2 separate regions of the Mus musculus genome follow, and region 1 is linked to region 2. A link is a contact called in public ChIA-PET data. All regions are on one chromosome and are shown on one strand. Each heading gives the region's core, a stretch centred on a gene start, on an enhancer-like site or on the middle of the called end of the contact. The rest is flanking DNA. Distances are from core to core; before and after follow the strand shown. Region 1 holds the start of Cyp2r1 (cytochrome P450, family 2, subfamily r, polypeptide 1). Region 2 holds the start of Rras2 (related RAS viral (r-ras) oncogene 2).

Region 1 (4,926 bases), core at 357-2,856, 450 kb after region 2:
GGGAGGACAGATGTGGAGGGGGTGGTGGTGGCAGTGAAGTAACCAGGAATGGGATAACATGGGATGAGGTGTTGGTGGAGGGGGTAACTGGAAAGTGGGATATCATTTGAGATGTAAACTAATGGAATGATAATAATAAAAAAAAAGGAAAAAAAGAAAAAAGTCAAAAAAAGAAAAAAAAAAAACTTCTATGAACTGCTTCCTATAACCTTTCTGAAATAACAGTCTCCTTCTACTCTACAAAAAATGGTTCGTATTTTAACAATTTATACTAATTTTGAAACTGTCAAAAATTGGGAAATATCTCTAAGATAATGGAAATCTTCAGGGTTGTTTTATAGCTAGAATAAAGATCAAATGCAGCAGTAGTTTATAAAGAGTTAATGTTTGGTGGTTATTAAGCCTTGCAATACAATGTTTACTCTGAAATACATATATCCTTTTCAGTTTTGCTCCTTGCAACTTTGAAGCTATCAACACAGGTCAGGCTTATCTGATGTGCAGTAAGTGGTCATCACTGTAAACAATGCAGTTTCCTCAGTGTACCAGAAACAAAATTATTTACGCCAAATTCTAATCAATTGAATCCAATCAACCTATTCCTTAATGACAGTCTTCCAAACACTTAATTTTAATTTTATCTTAACGAACAGACTTACATTACTTGTCCTATATGAATATTCATAGTAAATAATTCCTTTCAGTTCAAATATTTATGTAAAAATTTTTAATTTCCTATTCAATGAGAAACCATTTCAAATCAACTGGTTTAAAGATAATTTTAGATTTGGAGGCATAATACATTTCTATTATATTGGCTGTGTGTTTCAGTGGTAAACACTTAACTTGCCAAACCCTACAGTCAATCCCTAACACTACTAAATGAAGATATTTTTCACACATAGTAACCAAAATCATATATAGTAGGCAATACAGTTGGGTAGCTTCTTACTGCTTTTGGGTATCATTCTAATTACTCTGATGAGGAAAATTGAGGATTCAGAAAATTAAAGGGCAATTTTAATTTTTAGCGTTAAATCTTTTAAACCATGGTTTAATCAGCAGCCTACAATACTGACCACTAACTGTCCTAGAAACTCACTGCATCTTGATTTTTCCCTCAAGCTCAGGGCCCACGGGGCCGTTAAGTTTCTGTCAGTGGCAGCTTACGGGCTGGCATCTCCAGAGAGTACAGGCCACACAGCGCAAGCGCAGAAGCACATGCTGATCTGTGGGCGGGAAACTCAAGCCGAAGCGCCTCTGGCGTGGTATTGGTGAGGCGGCTTCCTGTAGGAGGCGCGGCCCTCGAAGCCGGCTTCGCTTGAGTGGTTCCTTCTGACGAGAGGAAGGTCCGCGTTGAGGCCTACCTCGCCATACACCCGGCTCTGCTTCCTCATGTAGACGTGGGGAAGATCGGCCGACAAGGCCAGGGAGCAGATGTTGCCGACAAATGGCAGCCGCGGAGGACCCGGGGGGAAGCCCGCCGGTCGCCTCTGCCTCAGCAGCTGGCGGACCACCAGCACGAAGAGCAGCAGCAGGAGAGCGCCCGCGAGCGCCCCAGCGCACGCCCGGGCTCCCGGTAGCTCCAACATCGGCCCCGGGCTGGGCTACGAACCAGTCCGGAGCGAGGAGGCAGGGGCGCACCCACCAGCCCTGCCGCACTCCCATTGGCCCGGCGCCTCGACGGCCCGCCTTATCTCTACGGCCATTGGTTCATTCAGTGTGGGCTCAGGGTCCTTTGGGTTAGCCAGCTCCAGATCTGCTTTGCTCAGAGTCCGTTTGTAAACCTTTGGGTTTGGCTTGGCTCTTGGTGAGGACCGCATAACGGGCACGGAGCCCTAGGGCCCTTTTCCGGAATGTTGTCAGTAGGTTGGTCATGTGAACTTCGCTCTCTGGGCTCGGTGCATCTTAGTTCTCTGGACGTCTGTCCTTAAAGAGTGTCTAACGTTGCCTGGTCTGTTTATTTTCAGTCTACGGATAGGGAAGAGATTAGAACTGCATTCTTTAACCGAGTCTGGTAATAACCAGCACTTCCATTAGCGAGTCCACATATCAAGAGGAAAAGGAAATAACCTTATTGTATTTTGCTTCACTCTGTCTGCAATTTCACTGTTTGTTATGAGCCATTTCTCGGTGGACCCTTTGAGGATTCTGATTAGTTCTAGTCACCTATCTTTTCACCCTTCTTTGTTCTCCCAAGCCCCCATTGGTTTCTTATTTATAATCTCAGAGGCCTCTCTTTTCAGGGATAGCACTGACTATTCAGGTTCTCTGTCTCCTACTGAGGCAGAGGCACTGATTTTATGTCGTTAGTTCAGCCCACATTCCTGTTTTCTATTGGGCAATTACTTGCAACACAGGACCGGCAGGACTTGAGACTCCCAACAACCTGCCCTCTGATTATGATTCAGCACTGGCAAAAGTTCACCAGTTCTCATTACCTTAAGTTTTATTCATGCTACTATTTATTGAATGCCTGCACAGTGCATGTGTCTTATACATCGAAGATACTTGGCTGGAAAAGAATAACAAAGTTCCTACAGTGTTTTTCAGGATCTCCATCCATAGACAACCCACCTACTGTTAAAATGCTTGATATTTTATCTTGAAATATTCCTTAACTTTATTATTAATCGCCTAGTAGGTTAGAAAAATAATGGTGAGATGTTATTACTAAACTAAACCTTCAGTTTCACAGGATGGATATTGAGGTTGCCCTTGGGAAACAGTAACGGTGAAGCAGCAGGAGCGTTCATTGCCTGCTACATACTTGATATCAGCCCCGCCTTCTTCTCTCACATCATTTTAAGGCTTGAAGTATCTAGTTTGGCTGCAGCTGCTGTACAATACAGGTACTCCATTCAGGAGGGAGTCCCTTCCATTGTTTATTTTAAAAACAGATTAATTTCAATTCCAGGAATACTCTCCAATTTGTGTTGATTAAGGAATTATTTCTTCTTTCCCTGCTACCTTAGTAGGGAGTACAGACTCTCCCAGTACAGCCTATCTGATTGACAGCACTAATGTACATCTCCCCCACTGACCTTTAAAGAGTAAGAGCTAATGAATAACTGAAGCTCTGAGCCTCCTCTTGAGCCATTTATTTTGCTAGTGCTCAGCAACGTTCACTGCACCCTTCCTTTCATTCTGTCTCACAGAGTTTACTCTTGGAATAAAAGACTCTGATCAGTACTGTTTTCTATAGCTTTTATTACCACAGGGGTGTTTAGAAGGGTAGAGTTTCACTGTTTCACCATGAAGATTCTGTTTTTCCTATACAAAGTGGAATGAATTCTTGAAGAAATATGGACACCATATTGGGGCTTTGCCATTTCTGTGTACAGAGTGATAATAGTCACCACAGACAAAAGGATAGCTTGTGATCCATTGAGATTTGGGAACTGTTATGGTTTCAATATGGTTGTCACCAAAACTCAGGTTGAGGCTTAGTGTCCAATATGACCCTGTTGTTGGGATCTTCAGGAGGTAATTAGGTTGTAGAAATTCTACACTCACAAAGAGATTAATGTAGTTATCTTGGGATGTGTTACTTACCCTGTAGAAGGTTGTTAATAAAAATAAGTAGGCTTTCGGTTGCTTCTTTTGTGTCCATGTCAGCTCTTCTGTAAGAGCCTACTCCTGCTTCCCTTCCAACTTTCTCTTATGGAGCTGCATGGAGCCCTCACTTTAGAAGCTCGTCCCAAGCTCTTAGACCTACAGAACTGTAAGCTATGTGAAGTCTTCTCTTTGTAAATTACCAGACCTAGCAAGAAACGGGGACAGGAGCCAACACTCTTTGTCCTGAGAAGCAGTATCTGTTGTGGGCCTAGGCACTTGTTCCCTGGTGCTTCCCTGGCTCCAAGTGAGGCAACAAGCACAACTTTGCCTCCTTTGCACATTCCATTGCGCATGTGCTTAGTGTATTTCATCAGAACAGAAGGAAGTGAGGAAGTGTTGAGCTGAACCGTACTAGAGCCTAAGGCAAAAGAAAAAATCAATAATACAGATCCTTCCTTATTAAAAATTTCATATCTTGTTCATGAATTTTGCTTTTTGATCATAAAGTGTTGTATTGAAATACTATTTTGGTTATCAGGTTTCATGGTGCTCCTTTAAATTTTGCTCCCAAAGTAGACACATTTGCCTCTCTTGAGTCTGGGAGAAAGGCTATCCAAATGATGGGTTTGATTACAAAGTGGTCTGTTGGCAAGTAGACCAATGGAATAGAATTGAAGACCCAGAAATGAACCCACACACCTATGGTCACTTGATCTTCGACAAGGGAGCTAAAACCATCCAGTGGAAGAAAGACAGCATTTTCAACAAATGGTGCTGGCACAACTGGTTGTTATCATGTAGAAGAATGCGAATCGATCCGTACTTATCTCCTTGTACTAAGGTCAAATCTAAATGGATCAAAGAACTTCACATAAAACCAGAGACACTGAAACTTATAGAGGAGAAAGTGGGGAAAAGCCTTGAAGATATGGGCACAGGGGAAAAATTCCTGAACAGAACAGCAATGGCTTGTGCTGTAAGATCGAGAATTGACAAATGGGACCTAATGAAACTCCAAAGTTTCTGCAAGGCAAAAGACACCGTCAATAAGACAAAGAGACCACCAACAGATTGGGAAAGGATCTTTACCTATCCTAAATCAGATAGGGGACTAATATCCAACATATATAAAGAACTCAAGAAGGTGGACTTCAGAAAATCAAACAACCCCATTAAAAAATGGGGCTCAGAACTGAACAAAGAATTCTCACCTGAGGAATACCGAATGGCAGAGAAGCACCTGAAAAAATGTTCAACATCCTTAATCATCAGGGAAATGCAAATCAAAACAACCCTGAGATTCCACCTCACACCAGTCAGAATGGCTAAGATCAAAAATTCAGGTGACAGCAGATGCTGGCGAGGATG
Region 2 (4,506 bases), core at 294-2,793:
ATGAATTACTACAGGAGCAGCTACTGTTCATTCACGCGATGTGAAAATTATCATTTAGGTTATGGAACTGTGCGTCTTAATAACACTATAAACACCACAGTTACATCGAAATAAAATAAGCTATTTAACTCTATCAATTCAACAAATGGGTGAAACAAAACAAACACACACACACACAAAAACATTTTGCTACCCGTCCTCTTTAATACAGTAAAAATACCTTTGTTACTTAGCAGGGTACCTGCGCTCTCTTCCCAACATATGCCACGCCTTTCAGGGTGACAAAAGCAAGGAGATCTGCATTTGCTTTTAAAAATCAAAAAGAAGAGAAAGGAAAATCACTCGGGCGTCTTAACCTAGAATAAAATCTAAAGACAAATTTCACCTTCCTTTTCTTTGCCACAACCCGACTTTCCTCCTCCAGCAAACAGAAAATAGGGGGGGGGGGGGAGAAGGGTGCAACACACAACTCATACTCGTCCCCTCCTAGCGGGGCTCACCCCAAACTTCACCTAAGCGCGAAGCAGGCAGGCACCGGGAATTCCAAGGAAATGGTCTCGCCCCTATCAAAGCACATTTTTAACTTCCTCGAAGCCATTATTTCCCTAGGGCACGATCAAACACTCCCACCCGGACGTACCACCAAACAGACTACTTGTAAGAGAAGCTCAAACACACACAAAGAGAAAACACTATTGGGAGCCGGCGGCGCGAAGCCGCCGCCAAGTAGCCCGGGCCAGCGCTGCCACCGAGGCAGGCGCGGGGTCCCCACTCCGGCCCTCAGGGCAGGAAGCCCGGCACCGCGGCGCGGCTGCAACCCGCGGGCTCCCGCCCTGACCGCAGTGATAAGGTGGAACTGCGCTTCCCACCCGGCCAGCTCCGCCCTCCGGGCCACATTCCTGAGAAGCCCGACTCCCCGGACGCCGCGCCGGGCGCCTGGCGGGCAGTAGCGCGGCGCCGTGGCCGCAGGGCAGGAGCGCAGCGCCGACTCCTCACTGTTCCTGCCCTCGCAGCCGCGCGCCCTGGCCCCGCGCAAACCGCACCCGCGCGCACCGCACGCGCCGGAGCCCCGCACCCGCGCGCCCCGGGCGGGGTCGCCGCGGCCACAGGTAGCGCCACCCCGCCGCCGCCGCCACCCCGCAGGCCGTCTCCAGGCACCTGGATGAACTGGATGGTGAGCGCCGACTTGCCCACGCCGCCACCGCCGACCACCACGAGCCGGTACTTCTCCTGGCCGGAGCCGTCGCGCCAGCCGGCCGCGGCCATCGGGACGCCCCGAGCCCAGCCCGGCCGCCGCGCGCCCTAGGCCCGGCTCCGGGGACGAGTGCGGCCGGCTGGGTTACAGGCGGTAGAGCGCGCGGGGTCCGTGAGTGGCCTGGAGGGCCGCGGAGCGCTATCCCTCGGACCGGCTGGGAGTTGCCCGAGACGCTGGAGAGCCGGGAAGGCTCCAGGGCAGAGGACGCAGCGGCCAGGGAGCGCGCTCTTCTTCGCGGATCTGCAGCGCAGCCGAACGCAGCCTTCGGCACCGCTACAAATGGCCGTCTGGGGGCCGGGCCGCTGGGCTGGGGTACTACATATGCATGAGGGGGCGGGGCTAGGCCGCGCCCGCCCAGGCGGAGACTCTGGAGCGCCCTAGGCAGCAGACCCTGCAGACCTGCCCTCAGAGCACCGGGAGGAGAAGGAAGAAACCGGGAAGATGGACGGCGGTGACAGTGATTGCATAAATCAGGGATCGTGTTCATGAAAGAAACAGCCTGTGATGGCGTGGATGAAAAATAGAACTGTTGTCATATTCACTCAACTCCATACCCTGTTTTCGGAATGCAGATGGTGACTGTATTTGTTTAAAAAAAAAAAAAGTATAAGGCAGCGATTGAAGAAAATGAGACCTGTAGCGGTACCTGAACATATGATAGTCTAGTGACAGTGAGAGAGTGGGTAGTGATTGAGCTTGCACGGGGCCACAGTGCATGTGGACAGATCTGGGGCGTAACATCTTTGTTCCTATGTCTATGTGTGAAAAAATGTGTGATAATTGTGTATGAGGGTCGTGAGAAATTTGCAGGTTGGTGACATGTTTTTTAGGAGGAGCGTGTTCCTTGCTAGCACAGCTTCTACGAACATGATCAGGCCCTTGCCCTTAGAGTCCAGAGGAGGAGGCAGCCGGGACAATAGGCACCTTGTGAGACATAATTGTAAGAACAACAGCTGCTCAGCACTGAGGTCCAAGGTGCACTTACCCCAGAGCTGGCTAGTCAGAGAAGGTTTTCCCAAAGACCCGAGGAATAATCTTGTAAACAGATGAGTGAATGGGAGAAAAGTATTCCAGGGAAAGAAAACCAAGCTGAGCCGTGTGTGGTAACCCACGCCTTTAGTTCCAGTATTCTGGAAGCTCAAAGAGTTCAAGGCCAGCCTGACCTACATAGTGAGTTCCAGGCCAGGGCTGGAAGAGTGAGACCTAGTCTGAAAAGATAGGAAGAATGAAAGAGAGAAAAGAAAACCATGATATGCAGAAGCCAGAGATGGCAAAAGGACACATTCTGTTGTGTGGTTTTGAACGTTCTCGGGGGAGTTTACAAGCTTGCAGATATAAATAGAAACTCACTGTGTGTGACTTGGATGTGGTAGGGATATCTCTATAGAGGCCACGTAAGATGGAGGCTGTGGTCTTCTCAGAGGGTACACTGGTTCAAATCCTGCCTGCTTTGCTAATGGCATAGCGATGGGAACTTAAGCTCTGTGCCTCAGCTTCCAAATAAGCTCTCAAATAAGGGCCCGAGCCAGTGGATGGCGCACCCGCAAGCCTACCGACCTGATCTTTGGGACCCACAGGCAGGGAGAAAAGCAACCCCCAACACTTGTTCTCTGCCCTCCACAGTTCCTTCACTGCCGAGCAGACATCCCACCCAAACACATATATACACAAAGAAACGCAGTGCTTAATACAGTGTGGGCTAAGCATGGTGGTTTTACAATATGCCCTCCAGTTCTTGAACACTTCGTGCCCTGAATGAAGCCAGTAGAATACAGTAGGGGAGATACAGAATGGCTTCCGAGGCCACAGCGTAAAAGACCACACAGTTTTTAACTCTCTCCTGGGAGTCAAGTGAAAATTGATTACCATGAGATGGCTGTGTATACATACCAAACAAAAGTGCCCCTGAATCCAGAAGGGAACCAGCCAGAGAGAAGGAGGAGGGTCCTGGGAGGGCAGTATAGGGGAGGGGCAAATTTGAATGAAGCGTCATAGTGCATGTGTATGGAAATGCCATAATGAAGCTTACCTATTACTTTGTATCCATCTTGTAAATTTAATTTAAAAACACAGAAATGGCTGGAGAGTTGGCTTAGGGGTTAAGAGCACTGGCTGTTCTTCCAAAGGTCATGAGTTCAATTCCCAGCAACCACATGGTAGCTCACAACCATCTGTAATGGGATCTAATGCCCTCTTCTGGTGTGTCTGAAGACAGTGACAGTGTACTCATATACACATAAAATAAATAAATAAATAAATCTTAAAAAAAAAACACTGAAAAATATGAAGTATGGTGGTACATGCCTTTAATCCCAGCATTCAGGAAGCAGAGGTGGGTAGGTGAGTCTCTGTGAATTTAAGGCCGGCCTGCTCCACATCTTGAGTTCTAGGACAGCTAGGTCTGCATAGTGAGACCCTGTCACAAAAAATAAAAAGAGGTAGGGGTCAGAGATCAGAGGTTAAGAACAGTTGCTGCGATCTTGGTCCGAGACCCGCCGAACTTAGGAAATTAGTCTGAACAGGTGAGAGGGTGCGCCAGAGAACCTGACAGCTTCTGGAACAGGCAGAAGCACAGAGGCGCTGAGGCAGCACCCTGTGTGGGCCGGGGACAGCCGGCCACCTTCCGGACCGGAGGACAGGTGCCCACCCGGCTGGGGAGGCGGCCTAAGCCACAGCAGCAGCGGTCGCCATCTTGGTCCCGGGACTCCAAGGAACTTAGGAATTTAGTCTGCTTAAGTGAGAGTCTGTACCACCTGGGAACTGCCAAAGCAACACAGTGTCTGAGAAAGGTCCTGTTTTGGGCCTTCTTCTTCGGCCAGGAGGAGGTCCAAATACAAGATATCTGCGCACCTTCCCTGTAAGAGAGCTTGCCAGCAGAGAGTGCTCTGAGCACTGAAACTCAGAGGAGAGAATCTGTCTCCCAGGTCTGCTGATAGACGGTAACAGAATCACCAGAAGAACAATCTCTAAACAGAGTCAACTATAACTACTAACTCCAGAGATTACCAGATGGCGAAAGGTAAACGGAGGAATCTTACTAACAGGAACCAAGACCACTCACCATCACCAGAACCCAGCACACCCACTTCGCCCAGTCCAGGGAACCCCAACACACCTGAGAACCTAGACCTAGATTTAAAAGCATATCTCATGATGATGGTAGAGGACATCAAGAAGGACTTTAATAAATCACTTAAAGAAATACAGGAGAACACTGCTAAAGAGTTACAAGTCCTTAAAGAAAAACAGGA

Evidence for each region. ChIA-PET counts read pairs in DNA pulled down with a chosen protein or histone mark.
Region 1: a contact with region 2 is called in an RNA polymerase II ChIA-PET map of effector CD8 T cells, with 8 read pairs. The contact joins the promoter of Cyp2r1 here to the promoter of Rras2 in region 2. A contact is called at or near these places in 3 of 39 promoter capture datasets (liver, neural stem cells and pre-B cells) and 2 of 115 datasets of contacts at active chromatin or transcription factors (effector CD8 T cells and large pre-B cells).

Annotation. Positions count from the first base shown.
Region 1 is chr7:114,561,366-114,566,291 of GRCm38.p6, forward strand. It overlaps Cyp2r1 (cytochrome P450, family 2, subfamily r, polypeptide 1), which reads right to left and starts at 1,607. Exons shown (of 5, transcript NM_177382.4): 1 at 1,368-1,607. The coding sequence starts at 1,592.
Region 2 is chr7:114,116,238-114,120,743 of GRCm38.p6, forward strand. It overlaps Rras2 (related RAS viral (r-ras) oncogene 2), which reads right to left and starts at 1,544. Exons shown (of 6, transcript NM_025846.2): 1 at 1,159-1,544. The coding sequence starts at 1,266.